Linked DNA regions of Mus musculus: all the other regions are linked to region 2. A link is a contact called in public Hi-C data. All regions are on one chromosome and are shown on one strand. Each heading gives the region's core, a stretch centred on a gene start, on an enhancer-like site or on the middle of the called end of the contact. The rest is flanking DNA. Distances are from core to core; before and after follow the strand shown. Region 1 overlaps Spats2l (spermatogenesis associated, serine-rich 2-like). Region 2 has its middle 14 kb from the start of Gm22371. Region 3 has its middle 62 kb from the start of Spats2l.

The links. A called contact is a pair of places that touch in the nucleus more often than the background predicts.
Region 1: a Hi-C map of uterus shows a contact between it and region 2, with 3 times the contacts expected there. The contact joins two enhancer-like sites. A contact is called at or near these places in 16 of 39 promoter capture datasets (the 3T3-L1 cell line, 3T3-L1-derived adipocytes, the C10 cell line and 10 more), 1 of 15 datasets of contacts at CTCF or cohesin (pro-B cells), 4 of 484 Hi-C or Micro-C datasets (the HPC-7 cell line, cortical neurons, embryonic fibroblasts and 1 more), 7 of 115 datasets of contacts at active chromatin or transcription factors (craniofacial prominence, embryonic basal ganglia, embryonic limb bud and 4 more) and 2 of 9 other capture datasets (adipose tissue and embryonic stem cells).
Region 3: a Hi-C map of uterus shows a contact between it and region 2, with 3 times the contacts expected there. The contact joins two enhancer-like sites. A contact is called at or near these places in 3 of 39 promoter capture datasets (the HPC-7 cell line, embryonic stem cells and stem cell-derived epiblast-like cells), 6 of 484 Hi-C or Micro-C datasets (cerebral cortex, embryonic fibroblasts, embryonic stem cells and 3 more), 4 of 115 datasets of contacts at active chromatin or transcription factors (craniofacial prominence, double positive thymocytes, embryonic fibroblasts and 1 more) and 1 of 9 other capture datasets (embryonic stem cells).

The regions. Positions count from the first base shown.
Region 1 is chr1:57,905,121-57,908,241 of GRCm38.p6, forward strand. All of the region lies in intron 9 of Spats2l (spermatogenesis associated, serine-rich 2-like), which reads left to right. Among named protein-coding and RNA genes, the nearest start is that of Kctd18, 63 kb to the right of the region's middle. Within about 2 kb of position 1,506, at least 22 of the 459 cell types and tissues checked have an H3K27ac peak or open chromatin away from gene starts, as enhancers often do. A contact at or near this core is called in embryonic limb bud and uterus, where this site is marked.
Region 2 is chr1:57,435,203-57,438,409 of GRCm38.p6, forward strand. No RefSeq gene overlaps it. Among named protein-coding and RNA genes, the nearest start is that of Gm22371, 14 kb to the left of the region's middle. Within about 2 kb of position 1,914, at least 105 of the 459 cell types and tissues checked have an H3K27ac peak or open chromatin away from gene starts, as enhancers often do. A contact at or near this core is called in embryonic limb bud and uterus, where this site is marked.
Region 3 is chr1:57,711,706-57,714,721 of GRCm38.p6, forward strand. No RefSeq gene overlaps it. Among named protein-coding and RNA genes, the nearest start is that of Spats2l, 62 kb to the right of the region's middle. Within about 2 kb of position 1,641, at least 4 of the 459 cell types and tissues checked have an H3K27ac peak or open chromatin away from gene starts, as enhancers often do. A contact at or near this core is called in uterus, where this site is marked.

The sequences.
Region 1 (3,121 bases), core at 256-2,755, 470 kb after region 2:
ACCAACTTACTGTTTTAAACAGAACTGTTTATGTGCATTTCCACCAAGAGGAAAACTTTGCCTCTATTCCAAATAAACCTTCAGCTCAGCCAACGTGGTGATGAACTTAAACAAAGCTTTGCTCTTGTTTCCTAAAGTATGGATCTTAGGAATTGCATGACTCATGAAAAATATAAGACTACAAAAGACTTGTTTAAAAGAAGTTTGCCTACTGATGGTGAAATCACATACCATAGGCAATAGAGGGGGTTGTGTGCCTAGCACCATCAATGGCAAACCTTGGGCTCAACCACAGGAGGTTGTAGGTTTGGAACACACGGGCCAGGTCCTCTGCTTTTCTGAAAACATTGCTCATTCTAAAGCAGTAATTAACTCCCGTGACCCTCAGTGGCATGAGTCTGTGAATCCCACTCCTAAGTCTTCTCTCTGGTCCTTCCTGTGGATCACCCAGTTCTTCTAGCTCCCAAGTACTCTGAAGGGGCCATTGTGTGTCCTCTGGGAATAAATAGAACCTCTCATGTAAAACATTAAGAAAACATTCACTTTTCCACTTCCCACCACAGTGCCAACATAAGGACATGAGTTCTGTTTGACTACATTCCACCAAAAGTCTTGATGAGGTTCATGGGAAATGGGATTTTTAAGGAGCTAAGAGAAAATGGTTGCTGTACATCCTCCAGACTGAACTAAGAACACACCAGGGCCAAATGAGCTGGGTCCTTATCCTTCCCAAGCAGGCTGTGAGGAATACTTGCTCAATGCAGTTACTGAAGAAAACCACTAAGTACCTAAAAAAAATTAGCACTGGTGTTTCACCAGGACATGGCCACATGTGGCTGACTGGCATAGGTAGGGCATTATCATCTTCGCAGAAAGAATTAGGGATCTAAGCGAGTAACCAAGATGACACAATCCTCTCCCACTACATCTGAACAGAAGATAAACTTGGCAACAAGAACATAAAAAGTCACATCAGGAAACTAACGTGAAACAGCTGGCTTTTCTTCTGTACAATTGGCCTCCTACCACAGCTGGAAAATATTCATTCTTTGCAACCATAGCTGCCAGATTTAATTGCTTTATGTGCAGACTAGTCTAGCTTCTCATCACAGACCCAGTGTATGTATGTCCAAGTTGATTATGAAGGCTTAAAATGAGCAATAAAACATGAAATTGAAAAAACATTGAGGAAGTATAATAATACTCAATATTTTTGCCATATGCTGGGAGAGAAAGTATCCCAAAATAGAGCTATAAAAATCCTGTTAGGTGCTATTGTCAATTTAACATCTAATTAAGAGCACTCTTAAGGAAGATGGAAGCTGGTCAGGAGCCAGCAAAGTAGTGTGTGTGCTAGTCAGGGTGGGTGGGGGTGCTAATGAGGTTTGAAGAGATTGAGGCATGGAAGGAGTAATCATTTTGAGCTGTTTTATTCTAACTAAAAAAGGGCAGTCAGAGCACATGTTTTGTAGCAAGCACTGGCCCCATGCCTTGCCTTTTGGTTTGGTTTGGTTTTCTGAAGCAGGGCTGTATTCATTACCTTTCTCATTGCTGTGGCCAAATAGCACAAGAAGCTGTTTCAGGAATGACTAGTTTGTTTTGCTTCACAGTTAAGAAGGGGTGCCTCCTGTCATAGTGGGAAGGGCACAGTGGGAAGACCTCAAAGCAGCTGGTGAGGTTACATGTACAGTCAGGAAGCAAAGAGCTGACCTAAGTAGGTTAGGTTGTAATGCTTAAGACCTGCTCCCCAATGACCTACTTCCTCCCACAAAGCTCCACCTCCACAAATCTTCACAACCTCCCAAAATGGTGCCACCAGGGGAGAACCAAGTGTTCAGACTTGTGATCCTATGTAGACCTTTCATGTTCAAACCACAGCAGGGGCTGGGTCTAGCCCAGGCTAAACCTGGAGGTGAGACATGAGTCTCAGCCCTTGACTACTTCCCCTTTCTCTGTGACCTTCAATTCATTTCTTCCTCCTTCATATCTTTTCCTTCCTCAAAGCAGGGGACCCTTCCTGTGGCTCCCTTCTGGTCAGAGATCCATCCTCACTGTGGCACACCACTTAAGCAGTTACCATGGTGTCCTGAGATCCCTTTTCTTCTTTTTATTCATTGATGCTTCCTGGCCTCTCACGGTGCACGACCTCATCCTCATTGTGAAGATGTGTTCCACACTCAAAGTGACATCCTTGAACATGTCAAATGCTCTCTAGAGATTCTGTACCTGAATCAAAAGATGACTTCTGTCGTGAGATTCCCAAGTCGAAGGACTAGCTATTTTAAGATAAACTTATCTTTTACCCACACACCTGAAATCCTCCTTACCTGCTGCGGAAGCCTCGCTGGTAGCTAAGCAAAGCCTTTCTGCATACACTATCACACACCACATGCCAGCCAGATACCATCTCTTTGACATTTGAAATACTACATTCTTCTCTGGGACCTGAGCTTGAGGAGGCCTCCTAACAGGAAGTAACTGGAGAGGTCTGTGTATTAGAATCACCTAGCAACAGTTGACCCCTTATTCCCAGATTTGATCCTTGGATGCCCAGATAGCATAAAATTATCGAAGTGTACATTCTCTGAGCCATTTGAGGCTGAAGCCAAGCAAGACCATTTTCCTGCTTCAGGAGGTTCACTGTGCAGTGCAGTTCTCCTCTTTTGGTTGGTGACCAACCCTCCCTGTCACCGTGTGCACACACTCATCCTTTCTTGACACCTTTGCGCCTTCTTCTGCAGTGCCTAGACGTGCACACAACGCTGAGATTGTGAGTTTTCTGTGCTCTTTGGGTCTCTCATTGTTCTCTTTGTAAATAACTTAGTATCTACTGAGAAACAGTATTTATGAGTTAATATTTGCTTCTATACTGAACTCTTGTGTATGGAAACTATAGTTTAAATACCCTTGGGGCTTCTTGGCCATCCCTTACAAAGGCATCACCCCAAACTTACTTCTGTGGTCCCAGAAATCTATTTCATTTGGTTGGTCCATTAGTTGGTTGGTTGGTTGGTTGGAGGTGGTATTTTAATTGCAACTTGATTTTAAAGAACTTAAAACCCATCACACGCTGAAATTAGCAGACCCAAAGTCTGTACATCTCAGTGAATCTCTACACAGT
Region 2 (3,207 bases), core at 664-3,163:
TGTGCCTGTCACTCAATTCCCTCATGCTCTCCAGAAACTCCATGCTTATTACCAGGTACCTGCCCCTGCAGAAACTTAACAACAACAACAACAACAACAACAATTTACAAACATGTATGTGGGGGCTGGAGAAATGACTTGAGGTTAAGAGCACTTCCTGCTCTTGCAGAGGACTGGGCTTGGGAACCCAGTACCCACATGGCAGTTCACAACCATCCCTAACTCCAGTTCCAGAGAATCCTATGACCTACTCATACTCATGAACAAAAACATGTGTGTGTAATGTATGTTACCACACATTAGCCCTTTACTGTCTTTTGTCTTTTAAAGAAAACTTCAGTATTTTCAAGTCTTAGAATAGGCCCTAGTTCTTTAGTCTTAATTTCTTCCTGTTTCACCCCTCAAGACACTATGCCTCACACCTCCTCTCTCTAATTTTCTTAGCTTTTAGTATAACGTTTGTTATATTAATTTTAGACACAAAATAAAAGATAACTAATGACATTACAACATAGCCCATTGCCTGACTTACACTGAATGCCAACCCCTAATAAAATGAGATATATGGAGTCCATTAGAAGATACCTGCAAGCACTTCACTAACTAACACCCCAACTTATTCCAAGTCTCTTACCAAAATATGCGGTACAAGGAATCAAGGAAAGCATACAAGACATTGCCTCTGCCCTGAAATTGCTTACCCTCTAGTTGGAGACCTTTTTTTGACAGTTAAAAAATAAATGCCAATGAATGTGAGAGGCAGTATGTGCTGGAAGATCTCACACCACATGAGGGACCAGGAAAGACTTTGCAGAGAAGAGAGATGGGATTTGGACCAAACCTTGGAGGGAGGTTTGGATTTGAAATAGAAGACAAAGAGAGAGTTAAGAAGCCTAATGTATGTGATCCAGATGCTCTGTCAGTGAAATAAGCCACTTCCTGCATCCTAGAACATGGTTAAACAACTTCTCTGAAATGGAGCCAAGAATGCAGCTACCTATTCATAAACGGTGTCTCTCGGTTTCTCCTCTGCACAGAGTTGGCCATTACTCACCGTCCCACTTTCTCAGACAGCATTACTCAAGACCCCCTTTCCCACCTCAGAAGCTCCAAACCCTCCCTCAACACACAGGAAGTCTTACTGTTTTGCTTGTTGTTTACAGAATATGTGGGCCCGGATCTTACATTCAAAGCCAAGCTGCCTTCCTGCCTTATCATCTGTAATCCCCTTAGAATTTTTCTTAAGGTCTCAATGATATCCTCTCATAAACTCCCTTCTTTGCTGACCAAGTGAAGCACAGTTGCTGATTTTGCAAGATACATGCTAAGGCAAAGTTAAGTCTTCGCCAGTCTCTGTATCACGTGACTGCTCCTGGCCCCGCCCTCTCCGTGTTTATATCTTTTATCAGAGCTGTGCAACGTATTTCAAGTGAGCCTCAGTGTTCTTCCCGTCCCACCCCGAATATTGACGGTAACTTGATAGCCTATCTCAAAACTGGTTTGTGGGATTCTTTTTCTCATTGTAGTTAAAATAGCTTGCCTTCTAAATGCCAGAAAATATTTTTGCCAATTAAGGGTTTTTATGAAGAACAGTGTCAAACGCTTTCCAGAAAGGGGTTTAAATTGTTTGGCTCGGCTGCTCCATCCGTTAACATTTTCCTTTGCAGTTTAACCTCACAGGTTTGCGGGATGGTTTCCCCGCACTGGGAAAAAAAAAAAAGTGATTTCTTTGTAATTAAACATAACTTCCTTAGAGATTCTTACGTTCAAGCTGTGGCTTAGAGCTTCAAAACGCTTTTCCCCTGCTGCTGAAATCATGAAGTCTGTGGTCTCCCAGCTCTCTTGTAAAAGCCTCTCTCTTTACAGAGTAGGAGACTTCACAGCGCCGGTCCTATTCAGCTGCTGCCGCTGATAATTTCAAAGACATATTCACAGAGTCCTGCTCTGCATCAGGCAGCTGTTATGTGGTTACGGAGTGTTTGTAGCACTGAATCTCCTTTCAAGTTTCCACTTCCATGTGGGATTGTCTGCTTGAGAAAGGCTTTGTGCTTTCCAGCGTGTTTCCTGTTTTCCTTGGGAGAGCTCCGTACTGTAATCATTTTTCCATTCCAAGTTGCCTAGGCTGATTTGCTTAACTGTTCCGATGCCTTCCCAGTGTCCAAATTTGCACCCCTGCAGTACAGTTTCATTACTTGCTTCATATGGGAAGGGAACATCTCACTTCTGCCTCATTCCTATTTTTTTTTTTCTCTCTGCTCCGTTTATCTGAGCACTTGTCACATCCTTCCAAGACCTGAGATTCGACACCTCAGTTTGGGTTTTCTAGTGCTTGGATGGATGTCAAGATGATTTATAAAGCCCTGGTGCCCAGTGCCATGGGCCAGTGTTACCATCAGGTGAGCAGCAGTTTCTCCTCAGCTTACCCAGCCTGGTTTATTGATTAGGACCATGGCAAGATGCAGCTCTTGCCCTACGCGCCCAGCAAGTCTGGTTTACAAGCCAGTCCACTTGTCCACGGGGGGCATCATTTCAGCCATCATTGCATGGCCTGCCTTTGGCACATTTTTGATTCTCATTCATAGACCGTAGTTACCTATAATTAAATTCTGCCAATGGTGCATGAATTATTTTATCTGGTCATATTTAATTTTCCTCGTTCTTCTCTGGGCATTCTTCTGTGAGCTCCAGGCTTCATCCTGTAGCTCTTTTGTCTATTTCTGAAGCCAAAGTTAGATTGATTACACATTGGGCCTTTAGGTACTTTGCACTGCTCCCCATAGCAAATAAATGCACCCTGTAAAACGATAACGTTTTTACATGTGATTCTTAAGAGCCCCAAAAGCCACCAGAAGATGCTAAGTGTTCCTTTACACTGATGGCTCTTTATCAGACATCCTTGGACCTCCGGGAGCTCTTGCACAATTTCTGGAGACAGTTTTGATGGTGTTTCTGTTACAACATTTATTTATTTTTGTGAGTATGTGCTCAAGTGCATTTGTGTTTACCACGTATATGAAGGAGGTCTCCAGATGTCCGAAGCAAGTGTCAGATTCCCTGGATCTGGAACTACAGGTGTTGAGCCCCAATGTGGGTGCTGAGAAGCAATCTCAGGTTCTCTGCAAGAGCAGCAAATACTCTTAACCACTGAGCCATCCTCCACTGCCAACATTTAATTCTTCACAAGTGGACGTTTGGGGTTGCTGGCAT
Region 3 (3,016 bases), core at 391-2,890, 280 kb after region 2:
TCCTTCTTCAACCATTAGTCATGTGTGGACTCAGAATCTCTGACGAGAAAGCTCTCTGCGTTTCTCTGGGATGCACCACTGCAGGCTCCAGGCTCTCTTCATGGTTTCTTAATTTGTTTCAGATGGTGGTAAATGATCAAGGAATCCAAAAATCTAAACAGCTCTGGACAAGATATTACCCTAGTTTATCCTCCAGGGAACCTTTAAAAGTGAAGCAATCCAAATAATTATCTAGGTCACTTTCTGTCTACATACTTTCCTTGCTGTTACCTGGTTGATAAAATCAGGGTTCTTAGTCTGGCCCTTACCCATCAAATAATAAAGGTTTAGGAACTTATTTTGTGTTTGTTTGTTGTGTAGATTTTCAGTGCTCTTTGTCAAACCCAGGGGCTTGTGTATTCTAAGGAAGTACTGGACCACAGAGTCACATACCAAGCTGGCTAGATTTCCACACCTGTGAACTTCAAAAGTTATTCTCTATATAAATGCATTACTGAATTTGAGCAAAAGATTTAATAAGTTACACACCTGTATCAAAACAGGATCTAGCCTGCCTTTGGGGAGACTTCTTTTTTTACTCCGGGGGTGGGGGATTAGTTAGCAAATTTCCATTTCTGCATTGTATCACATTAAATTTCCCTTGTGAAGATATGTAATATCAAAGGCAGTATCACAGAAAACCACAATCCAACTGTTTGTCAGTGGCACAATTGCAGCTGTTACATCTTTCCCACACTGGTGTCCCCAAGACCAAGACGTGGACCCACTCCATTCTAAGTAAATGTCGACGGAACATAGTCACAACTGGTCAAAATCCACGATCATTAAAGACAACTTTCCATAAGATTGAATGAGGTCAGAATATAAGCATCATGGTTCATTAAAATATTGCTGCTGGAGAATCCTATCTGCTTGCCACCCATTTATCAAGAGTCAATAGCACAAAGCCAAGCAGAAGAATGAGCCGTCTCTTTTTACACAAATGTGTCTTTGACTCTTAAAGTTTAAAGCAGAAACCATCAGACTCTATAACTATTTTGATCAACTGAAACTACTCCCCTGCTCCAGTGAACAGAATTTTCCTGTTTGCAATTTTCAGCTGGCAGATGAGAAACGCATGAAGCTTTATCCAAATGGAAAACCCAGTCACTCTTGGTAAAGTGGAGGGGGAAATTGTCGGCTCTCAGAATTTGTCACTGGGGAGAATATTAACCTCATGCAACTTTCTTTGAATAGTAACAGGGTACAGAATATTGAATAATCTCTTACACACACACACACACACACACACACACACACACACACACACACTTTACTGGGCTCTCACTATATTAAATGTCATCATTTCCCAGTTCCCTGAGGTACAGTCTCTCACCTCTCCTTCAACTCCACCCCCTCCAACACACACACACATACACACACACACTTACGTATACCATGGTTACTTGGAATTTCAGGACAGAGCTGGATAAAAGGAAGAAGACAGGGAAAGGAATCTCTCCTACCTAGGACTGCAGCCAATCCCTGGGCAAGACTATGAAGAAGTGAGGCAGAGTGGGCCCAGGGACATTCCTACAGGGTCAGCTTTCCACGGACCCGTTTGAGTTACATGGGAAACTACGCATTGCTGAGTGCAGTGGCCCTGGGGGAGGAAAAGCAATGTTTACACAATTAAGACTCAGCTGCCTTCCAAACTCTTCATTGCTTTGTTGTCGGCCTTAAGTCTCAGGAAGAATTCTACAAAGTATGCTGGAAACTATTTTAAAGGAGATGAGCTATGAACTAATATCAGGTTCTCACCTAGTGAGAACACGTGTGTGTGTGTGTGTGTGTGTGTGTGTGTGTGTGTGTGTGTGTGTGTGCATGCCTACATTCATTTTGCTAAATACAAAACACTATAAAGTATTGTTATTTGTTATCACCAGGTCTTCATATGAAGAGCAACAACTTCCTCCCTAGAATAGGGAATAAAATATCCATGGAAGGAGTTGCAGAGACAAAGTTTGGAGCTAAGACAAAAGGATGGACCATCCAGAGACTGTCCCACCTGGGGGTCCATCCCATAATCAGCCACCAAACGCAGACACTATTGAACATGCCAACAAGATTTTGCTGAAAGGACCCTGTTATAGCTGTCTCCTGTGAGGCTTTGCCAGTGCCTGGCAAATACAGAAGTGGATGCTCACAGTCATCTATAGGATGAAACACAGGGCCCCCAATGGAGGAGCTTGAGAAAGTTCCCAAGGAGCTGAAGGGGTCTGCAACCCTATAGGTGGAACAACAATATGAACTAACTAGTACCCCCAGAGCTTGTGTCTCTAGCTGCATATGTAGCAGAAGATGGCCTAGTCGGCCGTCATTGGGAAGAGAGGCCCCTTGGTCTTGCAAACTTTATATGCCCCAGTACAGGGGAACGCCGGGGCCAAGAAGTGGGAGTGAGTGGGAATGGGAGCAGGGCAGGGGGAGGGTATAGGGGACTTTTGGGATAGCATTTGAAATGTAAATGAAGAAAATATCTAGTAAAAAATATGAAAAAAAACTAAAAGTGGAATGAAAGACTATTCTTCCCAAGAAATTTGATAACATAGTTGATAACTATGAAAGATAGTTGATAACAACAGATTCGATAAATGATACATAGGATGGATGGATAGATGATAACCTTCTCTCTCTCTCTGTGGGTGTGGGTGGGGTGAGGTGGGGGGTGTTATTGTATGTGTCTGAGGAGGAGAGGGGTTGATACTCAGCTCTGTTAACATCCATCCACCAGCTTTCTGTATGCTTCATGTCTCGTACTTTCCACAGCAGCCTCTTTCTAAGGATGGTCCAGGGTTACTTGGGTTCATGCATAATAAACAGAGGCATCTGGAAGTGTAAACCCCCCCCACACACACACACACATATACTTCCTAGGTGGTTTATGGCAGTGGCTGAGAGGGCAGCCTCTACCAGAAACTGACATTTGTTCTGCTGAAACTGGGATGTGCCCTGAAGTCCTTCCTAGGGTTCCTAGAGT